Linked DNA regions of Mus musculus: region 2 is linked to region 1. A link is a contact called in public Hi-C data. All regions are on one chromosome and are shown on one strand. Each heading gives the region's core, a stretch centred on a gene start, on an enhancer-like site or on the middle of the called end of the contact. The rest is flanking DNA. Distances are from core to core; before and after follow the strand shown.

Region 1 (7,629 bases), core at 3,125-5,624:
AGTGTCATTGGTCAAACTGGGGAGGTGACTCCGTTAAAAGAGTGTTTGCCATACAGGCATGAAGACCCAAGTTTGTGTCAGCTAGACAGGGAGGGAAATTTCTGTAACTTCAATGCTAGAGAGGTAGAGACAATGAATCTGGAAGCTTTGCTGGCCCAGCAGGAAATGAGTAAATATGGTCTGAGATTATCAGAGGCCTTCTTTCAAATCCTAAGGTAGATAAGAAAATGGCTTAGGACTTAAGAATATCCTGTCTTACTCAGACGCCTGTCACACACTTGGCCATTTCTTTCTTGAGGCCACTTTTTTGTTGTTGTTGTTGTTACATTAAAAAAAAAAGTAAATTGGAAAGGAGTGTTGGAAAAGAAGGACATCTCTGGCCTTCACACACGGGTAAGCACCCACTTGCACATATGCGCATGTCATTTACACACCGCAGCAACGACCCTAAAGCCAGTTAATACAAACATACCTAGCTCACTGTGCCTCCATTTTTCTTCAAATACACTGTGCCATAAGTCAAAGAGACAGTTAGCTTCATGGCTAACAGTGAAGACTCATTCAATGGCCTGGACCATGCTATTTTTTTTTCCATTTTTTATTAGGTATTTAACTCATTTACATTTCCAATGCTATACCAAAAGTCCCCCATATCCACCCACCCCCACTCCCCTGCCCACCCACTCCCCCTTTTTGGCCCTGGAATTCCCCTGTACTGGGGCATATAAAGTTTGCAAGTCCAATGGGCCTCTCTTTCCAGTGATGGCCGACTAGGCCATCTTTTGATATATATGCAGCTAGAGTCAAGAGCTCCGGGGTACTGGTTAGCTCATAATGTTGTTCCACCTATAGGGTTGCAGATCCCTTTAGCTCCTTGGCTACTTTCTCTAGCTCCTCCATTGGGAGCCCTATGATCCATCCATTAGCTGACTGTGAGCATCCACTTCTGTGTTTGCTGGGCCCCGACATAGTCTCACAAGAGACAGCTACATCTGCGTCCTTTCAATAAAATCTTGCTAGTGTATGCAATGGTGTCAGCGTTTGGATGCTGATTATGGGGTGGATCCCTGGCTATGGCAGTCTCTACATGGTCCATCCTTTCATCTCAGCTCCAAACTCCGTCTCTGTAACTCCTTCCATGGGTGTTTTGTTCCCAAATCTAAGGAGGGGCATAGTGTCCACACTTCAGTCTTCATTCTCCTTGAGTTTCATGTGTTTAGCAAATTATATCTTATATCTTGGGTATCCTAGGTTTGGGGCTAATATCCACTTATCAGTGAATACATATTGTGTGAGTTTCTTTGTGAATGTGTTACCTCACTCAGGATGATGCCCTCCAGGTCCATCCATTTGGCTAGGAATTTCATAAATTCATTCTTTTAAATAGCTGAGTAGTACTCCATTGTGTAGATGTACCACATTTTCTGTATCCATTCCTCTGTTGAGGGGCATCTAGGTTCTTTCCAGCTTCTGGCTATTATAAATAAGGCTGCTATGAACATAGTGGAGCATGTTGGACCATGCTATTTAGTGGTTGACAAGCTCCAGCTTTTTTGCTTATGAGATAATGTACTAAAAATACTACTGGCGTTTACTACCCAGTGATTATCTGCAAACTGCTTAGAATAGCTCTGTTCAAACTTCCTGTATTGTTATCCCTTGAGTGTTGGCTTGAGAATTAGATGAGATGCAGTGAGATTAGTAAGAAAGCCCCCCATGCCCCCTTTCCTCCCAGAAGCCAACTAGAAGCATATGGGAAGAACGGGCCAATTTCTTGCTGATTGGAAGCCTCCCATCTACTTTCAAAGGTGCCCAGATTCAAGTACCCACTATGTGTTGCCGCTGTGCCCTAAAAGCAAAGTGGATTTCCACTTGGAAATCATGCTTTACCCTAGACAAGTTGATATTCATGGAATGAAATGGTGTGACAGCTTTGTTTTAATACAAGACTGCTTCATCATTAAGATCTGGATTCAAGATGAAAAGGATTATAGCTCTGTGATCAAGAAAATAATATGCCTTGCACCAGTAATAGAGTGTGTCCACTTTGGCATGGTAATTTGAGTTCCAAACTTAGTAGACAAGGATACATTTCAGTGCATTACCAAATGAGAGCATACAGCATCTGTACACAGCCTGAACAACAAGGTGAAGCTAGGATGGGATGTGGTGGCCCTGAGAAAAAACTTCTACACTTCGAATCAGTTACGTGTCAAAGAAACAGTTTCTCCAGTCCAAAAGCAGCGGCACCTACTCGGTAGAGTTTGAGTTTGCTCTGACAGGGTTCCGATTTCTTTGTGTGCTGTGTTTTCTATGTAACTTGCTGAATAGCCAGTGGTGAATCTGTATGCTGGTCTAAACATCTCACAGAGGCATCTACCAAGAGCTTGAGCTAAACAACTCAGAAGTTCCAAGGGCTAAGAACAAAAGGCGCACAGAAGGTCTGTCGGGAAGTGAGTGCTGTGTGGTTGGAGCAGCTTCTCACTCAGCATTGAGAGTCTCAGACAAAGCCTCACGGTAATGCTGCAAGATGAATTACAGTCAGAAGCCCTTGAACTTTCCAAACAGATTTACCTACATGTAAGGGCTAGTGGCATGGTGAGAATCTGAGTAAGACAGAAATGGTCCCTCTCACTCGACAATCTCATAACTGCCTTAGTAATGGACCAGACCTTCTGTCTTCCCACTTAATGTCCACAGAATAAGCCCTACATTCTGCTACCTGCCCATTGCATATACAAATGTGTGCTTGCTGTCTGTATAAAATGGGACTTCAGAGAAAATGGACCAGGGTGAAATCCTGCCCCAGCCTCCCAATCAAGGTATATTTTCTGGGTCAGGTGGCTCTTGTTCATCCAGCCACATAAGTCTCATTTATCCTTGACTTGTCTGACCTCCTAAGCCTTGCCCTTACCAATCCCCTGCCTTGAACCCGGGAGTCCAGAGAAGGGAGTCAGACTCTATACTAGGAGTCTGAGGTTCTCTTGCAGCACAGCCCTGCCTGGCACAGCTTGGCAGAAAGGGCAGTGTCTGTATCCACCTTAGAGGATCTCATACAAGGTCTCCATCTTTAACTGGCATTTGCATCTCTCTGTTTTTAATCGATAAGTAGACCCCAACTCTGTTTCTCTCTTTTATTTTTTTAATATTTGCCCACATAGTTAATAATGAGCCACTTTTTGGGCCATGCTGTTAGCCAGGGTTTGTAATGGAAGTTGGCAAGGTAAACGCAGCGCCTTGGAAACTACTGGACTGATTTTTTTTCCCTGAAAAGTTAAATAGAAAAGACTCTTTCCCCCATTGGTAATTTTCATTTATAGCTTGATTTACTAGGTTAGCTCAGAGTTTGAAGTAGACTATAAAGCACATGGGTTCTTTACTACCCAGATTGATTTCCTATGAAGAACGAGAAAATGTGGCATCACAAGGTCAACTATGCTGCAAGAAATAAATGATGTGTTGTCTGATTTTGAGTTATTTAAACATAGAAAAATGCTGCATGAAGTTTTAAGAAGTAACCTCCAAAGAGAAAAAATATGACAGGAACAAAAATATTCAGAAGGAAGGAAAAGCATGGGCTTTTTGTAACTTTAAATTGTTTAAAGATAGGCTGGAGTCCATGACATAAGGAGTCCTATTGAAAAGTAAACCAGCCTGATTAAAGGCAAAAACAAACAAACAAACAAACAAAACCCTTTCTCCTGTTCAGCTATCAAAAGCTCTATGTAGTTGGTCCCCAGTATGATTTAGGTATGTTCTCTGTCCCCCAGAGAGCCATGTGCTGTAATAGAAGCTTGGGCTCCATTGTAATAGTCTGCCTCTTTAAGGGGTAGGCTTAGTGGAAGGTGGTTAGGTCATAGCAGCAGCACCTTTGAAGGGCATTAAGGTAGTTCTTTTGGGGATGAGTTGCACATAATGAGACCATCCCATGTACTTGATCTCTTATGCCCACAGACATTTTCATTTTTTACTTCTCCACAATACTGTGACACAGTTGGGGATGTTACCTACAAATATCGTTGTTCTATTTGGACATTGTGACCCCAAAATTGAGTCAAATCTCTTTTCTTCACATAATTCCTGTGATAAAGTAATCTGTGGTAGCAACACAAAATGAACACCCACTTGCCTCTTAACGTTTCACAAGGTCAACAAGTCAGAGTGCCCGATCGAAGCAAAGTCACAGGTGAAGATTTGTCCCTGTGGCTCACAGTTACCAGCATGAGTCAGAGGAAACCCGAGGGCACCGTATGCATATTCCAGCTTTCTGGAGCCTTCCATTCCCTGTTTGGGTGGGCCATGAGCTTTCTGTGTTGACTCTAATACGGAGAGAAAGAGACTGCCTGTGTTGCTAAGCTGAGGCTGACCTCACAGCTGTTTCCTCATGGGGCTGGCTCGGCCAGGCTCCAGCCTCTGATTGCTTGTTTGCATGGGTCGGTCCAGAATGTCCTTTTTGGCAAGAACATTACTCATGTTTTCCATCCTCTGACATAAATTCTGCCAGTGTAGTGACCATTTTTATAAGTTGGTACTGAACACTCCTCTACATTTTGGTCCAATCCCTCTAGTGTCCAGTACCTTTTATTACAGAACCATTTATATGTTTGTTTGTTTGCTTGCTTGCTTGTTTTTCAGTTTAACAATCCACTTTCTTTCCTGTCTCTTATGTGTACCAAGATCAGAACTGAAGCTAGGTTTTTGCAATGACCTTAAGAAGAAAAGCAAATTTCCTTTTAATAATCTATGCCTTGCAGGAGAGAGAGGGGGAGAGGAGAAGAGGAAGAGGGTTAGGTGTATCCAGCGTTTTTCTCCTTAGAGGAGTTGACAGGCATTAGATACGCTCTTGGCTTGAGGACATCAAACAAGATATGCATTCTCTCCATCTTCCAAGAAACTGTAACCGGATGACTTATGGTCGGTCCATCATCGCCTCCTTCCTTCATCCATTTTGGTTATCTTTTTTTGCAACCCTGTCCATGAGAACATTTCATTTTTCAATCATGTGGTACATAAAGTTAACCACAGTTATCGTCTCTTCGTGAGTAAATGAAAGGCATTTTGAATGCCTGGAGCCAAACAAGTTTGATTTCACAGTGAGGCATCTTAAAAAGCAGAAAGGAAAGATGAGGTCCGGTTACTGCAGAGCTGTGCAGCTCTGCGTTGCAATCCCCAAAACTGCTGAGCATGGACTCTGTGCACCCCTGGCAGGAGACTCAGGTCAGGAGTTCAGAATGTCTTCCCAAGGAATAAATATACTCTAGACATCATCTGAGCATTCAGTTGGGTGACACAGGATGAGCCACAGGGAGCTCAGTCCCTTGTGGTAGACATGGTTAACTGAAGCATTGGCTTTTAGAGAATTCAATTCAATTATAGCGTAGCAGCTTATTTCACTGTTACCCATCCTTTCAAAATGAAAAGTTGACGATAGGAAATGACCTGAGAATGTTTGTGATGAAATGTGAATATAGAAATCAGAATGGCTAGTTTCTTCAGCACTGTAACTAGCCAGGCAGAAGGAACAAGGGATACAGGGAGAGAAATAAGAGGGAAGATGGGCAGGTTTTTTTTTTCCCATCTGTCTATGCTACTTGTTATAATGTTTGCACATTATTTTTTTAAGTACAGTACAGACTTGATGAGTTTTGCTGTTAAGTGGTCTGTTTGTTATAATTATGCTAACACCTGATAAATGGAGAGCCCCCAAGCAGCACCTAGTTTTGCCCTGTACTTTCACTGCAGAGCCTCCAGGGAAGATGGGTATATAAGGCATCCGAGCTTCAGACACTCCAAAGATTTCCAGGACAATCTTGGTGTAACACCAGAAGTACCATACTCAAAGATTCCGAGGAAAACAAACAAAGCAAATCAAAAGAGTCTTTCTTCAATTTTCTTCTAACACATAATGGGTTTTTAAATACAATTTATTTTTGAATAGGTAGGTAATGATTTACTTAAAAGTTTAAAAGATGATGTAATTTCTATATACCCTGTATTCAGCATCCCTGAAATATTAATGTCATACATTAATATAATTATATTTGTTTAGATATGTATGGATTATTACTGGCTAAAGTATACTCTTTATCTATTTCCTTATCTTTACATCAGTGGCCCTTTCTACTTGACAGCTACATCCATGTAGTTATAACATGCTTATTGAGTTGTCATCTCAGGCTGTGTTCATAACTGAGATAGTTTCTTAGACTCCTCTTGTTTTACAACCTTGGATGTCTTTAGGAAATTTGTTAGACAGTTTTGCTTCTTGGACAGTATGCCCAAACATTATTTTTTTTTTCTGCTTAGGCTGAGACTGAATAGGGCCTGGGTCTTTGGAGAAAGACCACAGAGGTCAAGGGTTGTTCTCACTCCTTTCTTTATGGATGCACACAATAAGCATGAATGAATGTCAGATGGTTAGTGTTGACCTTGGCCTCCTGGGGGAGGCACCAGGATGTCTCTTTAAGATGGTTCACCACTTGAGTATCTGCCAAAGGGAAGAGTTTCTTTTTTTAAAAATGTGGCAAAAGTTTATAAGCAGTAAGTCCTTAACCTATGACTAGCAGAATTCATGCTGTTTCCTCTTCTTCTCATATACCCATCTGATACTTATGTGTGCTTATAAATTCATATTATCTCATAGATGAAAGTGCCATAACCCTTCAGAACCACTCAGACACGTTGCCAAGACGTGTGTGGTGAAGATAATCCTGAATCTTTGTGAAGGCGGCTGTGCATAAAAAGTATCCTTCCATTCTACTGACAGCATAGATAAGTCTCACAGAGGTGACAAATCAAAACCGAGCTGTAAGTGATGACAACATGTAGGACATAGGAACCATGGGGCAAGGTCGCACTGGGGAATCCAGTATTTCTAAGCATCCCAGGTCCTATTTGAGTTGTTATTTCTTCCTAGATTAGACCCACTCAGACCACTTAATGAAAACTTGTTGAATGAATAGCTAAAAATTTAATAAAGACCTGAGATCATATCAAAAGTGGCTTCCAGATAAAAACTTTACTCCATAGCTATGCATAATTGTAATTTGTGAACAGAAAATGAATTTGTAAATATGTGCACACACAGTCAACCTGACTGGCAGTCTTTCTTGAGAATATCGCCTATCCATAATCTTTTCCCCCCAAAAGTCTTGAACTTCATTTTTGTGGCAGAGATTGGACAAGCCTGACCTCAGGACCATCTCACAGCTGCGCCCTCCCTTACCCTTGGCCTGAAATATGGAAAAGAGTTGAACCAACTACAGCTTTCCTCTGGAAAGTTGGACTAAGAAATGAGGAGTAAATGACCAAGAAGCAGTTTTACTGCAATTGTCAAATTGCCACAGGCACAGTGAGCCAGAGCCATGTGCAAAAGCTTATGAGCTGTTACAGAGAGGAAAGGCCAGACTGGTCAGGGATAAATATCCTTGAGGGAGACTGCCCTAGAGGCCACACAAGACACATAAAGGAAACCAAGAAGGAAAAAGACCAGGGACTAAACCAGAGACAGACCAAGGACTTTATGACCTTCTGATCCATTTGGGTTTGTGCGACTAGTTTCAGATAATACTTGACTCACTTCCCAAAAGTAGAGTTGGTCTCTATTCCTTAGAGCTCACATAGCTTTAT
Region 2 (7,629 bases), core at 1,697-4,196, 160 kb after region 1:
TAATCTAAAATGTGCCAGAAGCTAGACGTTTCTGAGCGCTGATATGATTCCACACCTGACTTCACGTGACAGGCTGCAATCTACAAAACACAGGTGCTCCGAAAGCAGTATTTAATATTACCTTCAGGCGAGGTGTAGAAGGTATACACGAAACACAGGTGAATTCCATGCTTAGAGGTATGCCCTATTGCCAAGATATTTCATGTGCATTTGCAAATAAATCTGGAACATTTCTTATTCCCATTTCTTAGGGATGGAGAAACCTCAGCTTCTGCTTTATGCTTCAGATGGACAGAGGAGGACTGGAGGGGAGGGAACATCTGTGAGGACTAGGACAGCTCTCCCAGGACCTAGTCACTGATCCACTCATTTGTCAACACAAGCCTGCACTGAGTGTCAAACCCTGATGTTCCCTTGGTACAGGAGACAGGCAGGGGAAAGAACACACCACACTGCCCCCAGGAACCCCCGTCTCATGCGAAAGACAGTCCAGTGTGACAAATAAGGGATGGAACGGGGAGCCCAGACAGGCACAAAGGGAGGGCTGACCTATTTGGAATACCATGGATACTACTTAACCTTCTGGCTCTCTCAAGAAAGTATCTGTAAGCCTAACATGAAAAACAGAGAGAAGCAGATTGTACATGGGGCAGAGCACAGAGCAGACAGAAGGAGGAAATTGACCAGCGGGACCAGAGGCAGCAGGTTAGCAAGCCTGGAGCAGTCATCTCAAGACTAACTACTCCAGGGGCAGTATTCAACCTATCACCTTAGCCAGAGACCGACGCAGAGCCCCGGAGCTTCAAAGGTCCATCGTAGCCATGGGATGTAGGCCTGCCTCATTGATGCTTCAAAGGTCCATCATAGCCATGGGATGTAGGCCTGCCTCATTGATGCTTCAAAGGTCCATCATAGCCATGGGATGTAGGCCTGCCTCATTGATGCTTCTGAATTGGGAAGAAGAACCAGAACAACCTGTTGGGGGGCTTCAACTTTGGGGGGCTTCATTCATAGGATGCCTGGTATCTGGACACTCCCCTCCCCATCCCCGTAGCTCCTCCACCATGCTTGCCTTGGCAATTGCCATAGTCAATGTCTCTCCTTCTTCTATTAGAGAGAGAGAGAGAGAGAGGTAACTTACACACTTTGGCTTTCCTGAAGAACTCAGCCAGTGTCTCTATGTATTCATTTGGCCATGCTCACACAAGACTTTGCAAAGTGGCCCCACTGAGATTTAGACTTCAGTCCATGTTGTGGTGAGGGGAGAGGGAAGGGAAAGGGGAAGGGGAAGGAGAGAGAATGAATTTAGAAAATTGTAACTAGCAACTTACAATGTTCATTGTTCGCTGGATGTGGTAGCACATGCCTATAATCCCCAGAATTCCAGACGCAGGGGGATCTCCATCTGGTCTGCACAGACAGTGAAAGAAGGTCTCAAAGAACCAAAATCAACACCAATGAAAAATCCGTTATTGTTACCATGTTGTTATTGTTTATACTTAGTTACCCTTGGCAGCGATGTGTTAAGACAAATCAATATGTAGGTGACTAAGAGTAGATAGCCACAAGAACTGCCCTACATAGTGAGGACAAAATTATACATCCAGGTAAATCTAACGTCTCTAACTAATAGGCTGGTGGAGAAGTTGGGCTACTCCCCAGTTGCTCCTAATCGGTATGACAAATGCATAAAAAGGAAGATCATGAGGCAGCGCTGAGTCTGCTGCAGAAAGAGGGGAGAGGGAGGCAGAGAAAGCCCTGTGGGCGCCTGTGTGTGGTGTGCGAGGTAGGAGGACCAAGGGAGCCAAGGCAAGCATGGTGGAGGAGCTATGGGATGGGGAGGGGAGTGTCCAGGTACCAGGCATCCTAAGCCAGTCACAGTCAGGGTCACCCCCAAAGAGAAGGGAACTGCAGGCCTCCGAGCATAAGACATGGGTGGGCGTCTGAGCCCGGAGTAGCATCCACAGCGAGGGAGGAGTGGAAAAGCACATGGGCTGGGCCTCCCCACATGGGCTCCTAAACACCTCAATCCAGCTGGCTCAGCCTGGGGAAGGACTCTCCATGCACAACCTTGTTTCTGTTGGGGGAAAGATTATTACTTTTAATTTCAAAAATGCTTCAGAGAAGAAAACTCTTAAGAAACCTGTTCCTCAAATCAGGTTTTCTCACAGTATGTGAGGCTGTGTGAGCTTCCAGATTCTGGGCGTGGGGGTAGGGTGCGGGGAGGGGAAGACAATAGAAACTCAAACTCCAGTCTCTAGGGGATTGAGAAAATTAAAACAAAGCGACTTCTGAAAAGATTGGGAGATCAGTCAGAAAACTTGCCTCCAAATCTGCCCTATCAGGTGCATGTCTGCTCATTACCCTCAAGTGGTGAGCGCTATCCACCCCAGAAGTCCCTTGAGCATGTTATTTGGCCTTGACAATCATCAGTCCTCATTCAGGTGAGGACATTGAAGCACAGGAGGCGGGGGATAGCCCATCCATCAGTGACAAACAGCTGCCACCGCCGCACACAGCACACTCAGGGACACTCCAAAAGCAGGTCACATAACCATTTCCCTGCATGCCTGGATGGGCCAATAGACACTGAAGCAACTTAGACTCCTGTCTTCTGCCTTTGAAAACAACTCTCTTAACGGAGCAGCTGGTTCAGGTGGCAGGTGCTCTTAACCTGTGCTGTTCGTCCACACTCGTCCCCTTCCTTGCACACTGCCTCGTTCAAGGGCTGGAACCTGACAATATTTTCTGCGTGCTTCTTAAGTGTATCATTTTACATGGCCGAGGGATCACACTACCACACAGCCGTAAGTCAATATTTACACTCATTAGTTATAGGCTGATAAACTGAGCTGGAAGCGGGATGACTGGCAAGCTCTGGGACAGTGGGAGGCACGGCAGTCAAACGGCAACAGAGCCCTGAAAGTTCCACAGGGCTATGAGTCAGCAGGATGAAATGATCTGCATGCCAGGGGCAACTGCGATGGCTGAGACCTCTGGAGGCTTGCTTGCCTTCAGATCTTCCTTCCCGGTTTGACTACATGAATCACGAGCACCAACTAGTCATGTTTATGAGCCTTAGTCCCTTCCTGGGACTCCCTTGGAAACCAACAGCAGAATCACGAACAATGTGTTTTCTAAGTCAGAACACTACCCAATTAGTCTAAGCTGAGTTCCAGTTAAGGAATTCCATCCAGTCTGACTCAGGACTTTGTCTTGGTGACACCAAAACAAACAGAGACCACGCAGAGAGCAAGGATGACCCTGGTGAGGGGCAGATCCTATACTTGGATTTTTTTTTTGGACCCCCTATGCTCAGTAGTCAGTCTTTGAGAAGGTTTTGGGAGGTGGATACTTGTTTATACATAGCCACCACAAAGATGTATCATTAAAGGGTAAATAGAAACACTTGTATCATATTGAACCACAGACCTGGAAACTGGAAACAGTGGGAATTCCTTGCTCTATGGCATTTTTTTCACATCTGCTTTCAAAAAATGTAATATCCTTCTGCCATATACTGTGAATAGCTCAAATTGACAACAGACTCATTCTACATATGTATACGTGGATATACATGTACAATATACATGAAATAATTTGTGGATGTGCAAACCGATACCATTCATCAGACATTGCCTATGTCCTATAAACACACATCCTGGTTAAACCTCACAACTACATACTACTATGCGAGGTGTCTTCACTCCCATGCTACACATGAGGCAACGGAGGCAGAGGTGAGTTGCTCTAGGCTGGCAGGAAGGAAGTAGCAGGCAGGGATAGAGACTGACTCACTCCAGTGAGGGCAGCTTCTGTGAAAAACACTGTTAAAATCTCTGTGCTACAAGGGATGACTGCTCTGTGGTTTCAGCTGCCTTTATCACCCAAGTTAGACCACTTCTCCATCCTATACAGCTGCACATCCATGGGCAACCTCATATGGTGGATGCAGCATGACAGAGGAGTCCAGAAATGTACCTCTACCCCTAGGTCCTGCAATATATCTAATGTCCAAATGCTACCATTCCAATCCTTATTCTGTCTCCAATCCTACCGTTTTACCTAATAATACCGGAGACAGAGTATTATGTAACTGATATCAAGCAAGACTTAAAGGAAGACCATGTTAAAAAAAAAAATCACATATATTTTCCACCTGTTTATACTGAGAAGAAAACACGGCTGGTGCCCAGAGAAAGCTGATACCTTAGGGGCAGTAAGCATTTTCTTCATTTGTTTCTGCTTGTGTATCTGTGGATTCGGTCCTTTCCTGTCCTCAGAAAACTCCCCAAGCATCGTCCAGAATCCCTAAGTTTTCCACTCTTCCCCCTTTTACAGGGTCCACATGGCCATAAGGTTCACAGGCCTTAAGAGAAGCCAATTGCTGTGGTCTTTGGTGTGCCCAAAGATTAACTACTGTGGAAACTTTTTACTGTACGGAGCGGAAATAAAAAATGAAGAGGAGAGAAAAGTAGGCAAGCAAGAATCTTTTAAACTCACTTTTATGTTCCTTCCTAATGGCAGCTAATTATCTTAGAAAGGTTTGGATGCCAGCTCCAGCTGCCCCCCCCCAACCCCCACCCCTGCCCTTAACAACTGTATCTTAAAATCTCTTTCACGATCTGAGTTTTCAAGATAAAAAGACTCCTGAGTTCTCCAGCTTTTCTAAATGAGGAAATATAGGTCACTTCTAAGAGAATTGACTTCTCAAAAACATGAGAGGCTCACTCAAGAAGAGGCCTCATCCAAGAGGCAGAGCAGAAAGCTGAGGGGCCTTCCCGCACAGCACAACAGCAGATAGCCTCCCTCATCAGTTATCATGAACACAGGGGGCTCACAGTCTTCCTACAGCCTACATGCATCATATTCTCTGGGCTTTGAGGAGAATGGCTGGGTTCCCCCTCCCAACTTCCTCCCCTCCCCCTTCCCCCCCCCCCCAATTCTGCCCTCATAGAATGACATGGGATCCAATCCGACCCTAAGCCCCAGAACATAGCCTTATCCAACTCAACCTGTGGCTAAGCCAGTGTGAGCCCTGGGGTTCCTTACTCAGTCCTGGGCCAGGAATGCTCTCCTCACCGCGGGCCCCCCCCCCCCCCCCGCTATGTCTAAAATCACACACAAGGTTTTGTGAAAAGAAAGTTGGAATTGAAGGATGGGTGGAAATGAGGTCGCGGAAGGCTGTGCCATCTTCTTTGCTATCAACAGCCTATCCAGGCAGCGTGCCACGTGAAGCTCAAAGCTGTGTAGGCTCCAGAACAGAAAACAGAGACCTTAGAAAGAGGGGAGGGAGCAGGTGCCAGCAGGTGCAGGGAGATTAAAGGCTCGACAGAGCCCACATTACGAACACAAAATGATCATGTGGGCGTCTGCTTTATCTCTGCTGTGGAACACTGTGATAAATTATTAATAAAATGCCTTGTGCAGAGACTGAGGAAAGAAATCTCCCCCTCCCCAAAAAAGCTTCAGCAAATTAGAAACAGGTTTGTTTTGTTGTTTTTTTTTTTTAATTTTCACTCTGAATCTTGAAAATAGATTAAAAGCGAATTTGTAAACAGTATCTGTGTTCTTTACAAAGGAGGAGAGAACAGAGTTTGAATTTAAAGAAGGGTCTCTGAGAAAAGTCAGCCTGGGGAGAGTACAGTTTTTGATATTTAGCCACTTGTCCTTAGTCCTGGGAGGTAAATATTGCATTTTAACACTAAACACAGCTTCATCCCGTGAACGTCTTACTGAGGAAGGAGTTTCCGTTCTTACTTTTTTTTTTTTTTTACTCTTTAGAATGAGATTTGGGTTGTTGGATTTTGTTTGTTTGTTTTGTTTTGTTTTTTAGGCTTTTTTTTTTTAAACTTTGTTATTTTAATGCAACTGACTCGATGCACAGAGGTTTTGTTCTTCATATGTCACTGAGAACTAAGATGGGGAGTAAGCCTGTGGCCCAGTCAGTGCCTGCTTGCCTGGCTCACCTGAAACCCTGGGTTGGATCCCCAGCAAAGCATGAACTGGGTATGGGGGCACACGCTGGTAACAGAATTAGAGGTTCAACACCATCTTCAGCTATATAGTAAGTTTGAGGACAGCCTGGACTACATAAGACCCTGTCTCCATGAAGAAGGGGGAGGAGAAGGAGGGAGAAGATAAGGAGGAAAAGAAAAAACAAAACAAAACAAGACAGGAGACCAGAAAAGGCTGTGAATTCAAATTACACCCCCCCACACCCCCCGCAAAATACCCTCTAAAGGTTGGGACATTTTGGCCCACATTTCTAAAGAAAAATGAAGCAATTAAGGCACGTGAGTGCATTCTAGGTAAGCTGCCGTACGAATAGCTATGAGCTTTCCCAGAACCCTGAACCTTCTCCAAGCCTGTGATCCTAAGCCCTCTCTACCCACACACCCTCTGCATGTGCTTCTCTTCTTTGTCCCCTTCCCCCACTGAGAGGGTTTAGTGAGTCTGTGTTTTCTCATTTTCCTCTGCTTGCTGAATTTTAACTGTAGCTCCGAAGTCGCAGGCAGATGGAACACACCCTGCTCGAGAACACATGGCGGAACTTCTGCGAAAGTGCTTCGCCGTTTTTGAAAGTACATGCGTGATGTTTTGCAAGTTCAGTGTTGCACCAAAATCAACAAAACTAGCTCAGAAAAATGGTCAGCTTATAATGTCTTTCTCCTTCAATTCTCTATCTCTTCATTTCAGAAAAAAATAGATAACGTCTTTCATCTAAGACTGTGAAATTAATAATAAGCAACATTCGACATCTTGGGATATAATTTATGTCATGTTTCCTATGTCTTATTATTTACACTGTAGATGGCAAGGCCTGCCCATGAATGAGCTGGACACATAAAGGAATTGGCTAATAACAATTGGCTGACCAGTAAAGATGGGAGAATAATCTACCAGAAAGAAACAAGGCTCACTTCATGCTAAGACTATGTGCTATTTCTTATAGACTCTGGGGAGTGTAGATCCCCTTATGGCTACACTGGCAAGTGCGATGCATATGAGACAAAACTTCTTCAAGCAAACTCAGCACCTCATACCCTTCCTCACCCCACCTGAGCTCCTCTCAAGCACGGCAAGGGGAACAGAAGCCACAGAGCAGGCTTCTAAGTCCTTCAGGGAAACCATCCTCTCATGTCTAAAGTGGGAGACGCACTACCGATTGCTGTCCAGCCAATTTGTCAACAGGGCAGAGACTGGCTAAACTCTCGGAGCCTGAAGGAGGAGAATAGTAATTTCATAGGGACATCAGATAGGCCTGTATTACACTGGACACCTTGTCTGGGCTCCTCCACAGAGCTGCCTGAACTATGTTCTGGGAAAGTAATTAGTGGGAAATGAAGGCATAGTTGTCAAGTGGCTTCCTCGGGGTTGTTCCCATGGAGGAACACATGGGAGGGGGAGAAGAGAGAGACCCTGAGTTTACCCCTAACACACACACATACAAAGGCACCCACACACAAAGACACACACAGGCACACACAGACACATGCAAATATACACACAGACACACACACATGCAGACACATACACAGACACATGCACATACAAACACACACATAGGCACACACACACACAAAGACACACACATATACACAGGTACCCATACACACAGACACACAC

What was found. Hi-C and Micro-C count contacts between places; a contact is called where the count stands out from the background.
Region 2: a contact with region 1 is called in a Hi-C map of uterus, with 1.9 times the contacts expected there. The contact joins two enhancer-like sites. A contact is called at or near these places in 7 of 484 Hi-C or Micro-C datasets (embryonic stem cells, muscle stem cells, myocytes and 2 more), 1 of 115 datasets of contacts at active chromatin or transcription factors (fibro-adipogenic progenitors) and 2 of 9 other capture datasets (adipose tissue and embryonic stem cells).

What each region holds. Positions count from the first base shown.
Region 1 is chr10:21,624,342-21,631,970 of GRCm38.p6, forward strand. No RefSeq gene overlaps it. Among named protein-coding and RNA genes, the nearest start is that of 1700020N01Rik, 35 kb to the left of the region's middle. Within about 2 kb of position 4,375, at least 53 of the 459 cell types and tissues checked have an H3K27ac peak or open chromatin away from gene starts, as enhancers often do. A contact at or near this core is called in adipose tissue, muscle stem cells, myocytes and 1 more, where this site is marked.
Region 2 is chr10:21,787,380-21,795,008 of GRCm38.p6, forward strand. No RefSeq gene overlaps it. Among named protein-coding and RNA genes, the nearest start is that of Platr6, 67 kb to the right of the region's middle. Within about 2 kb of position 2,947, at least 115 of the 459 cell types and tissues checked have an H3K27ac peak or open chromatin away from gene starts, as enhancers often do. A contact at or near this core is called in adipose tissue, muscle stem cells, myocytes and 1 more, where this site is marked.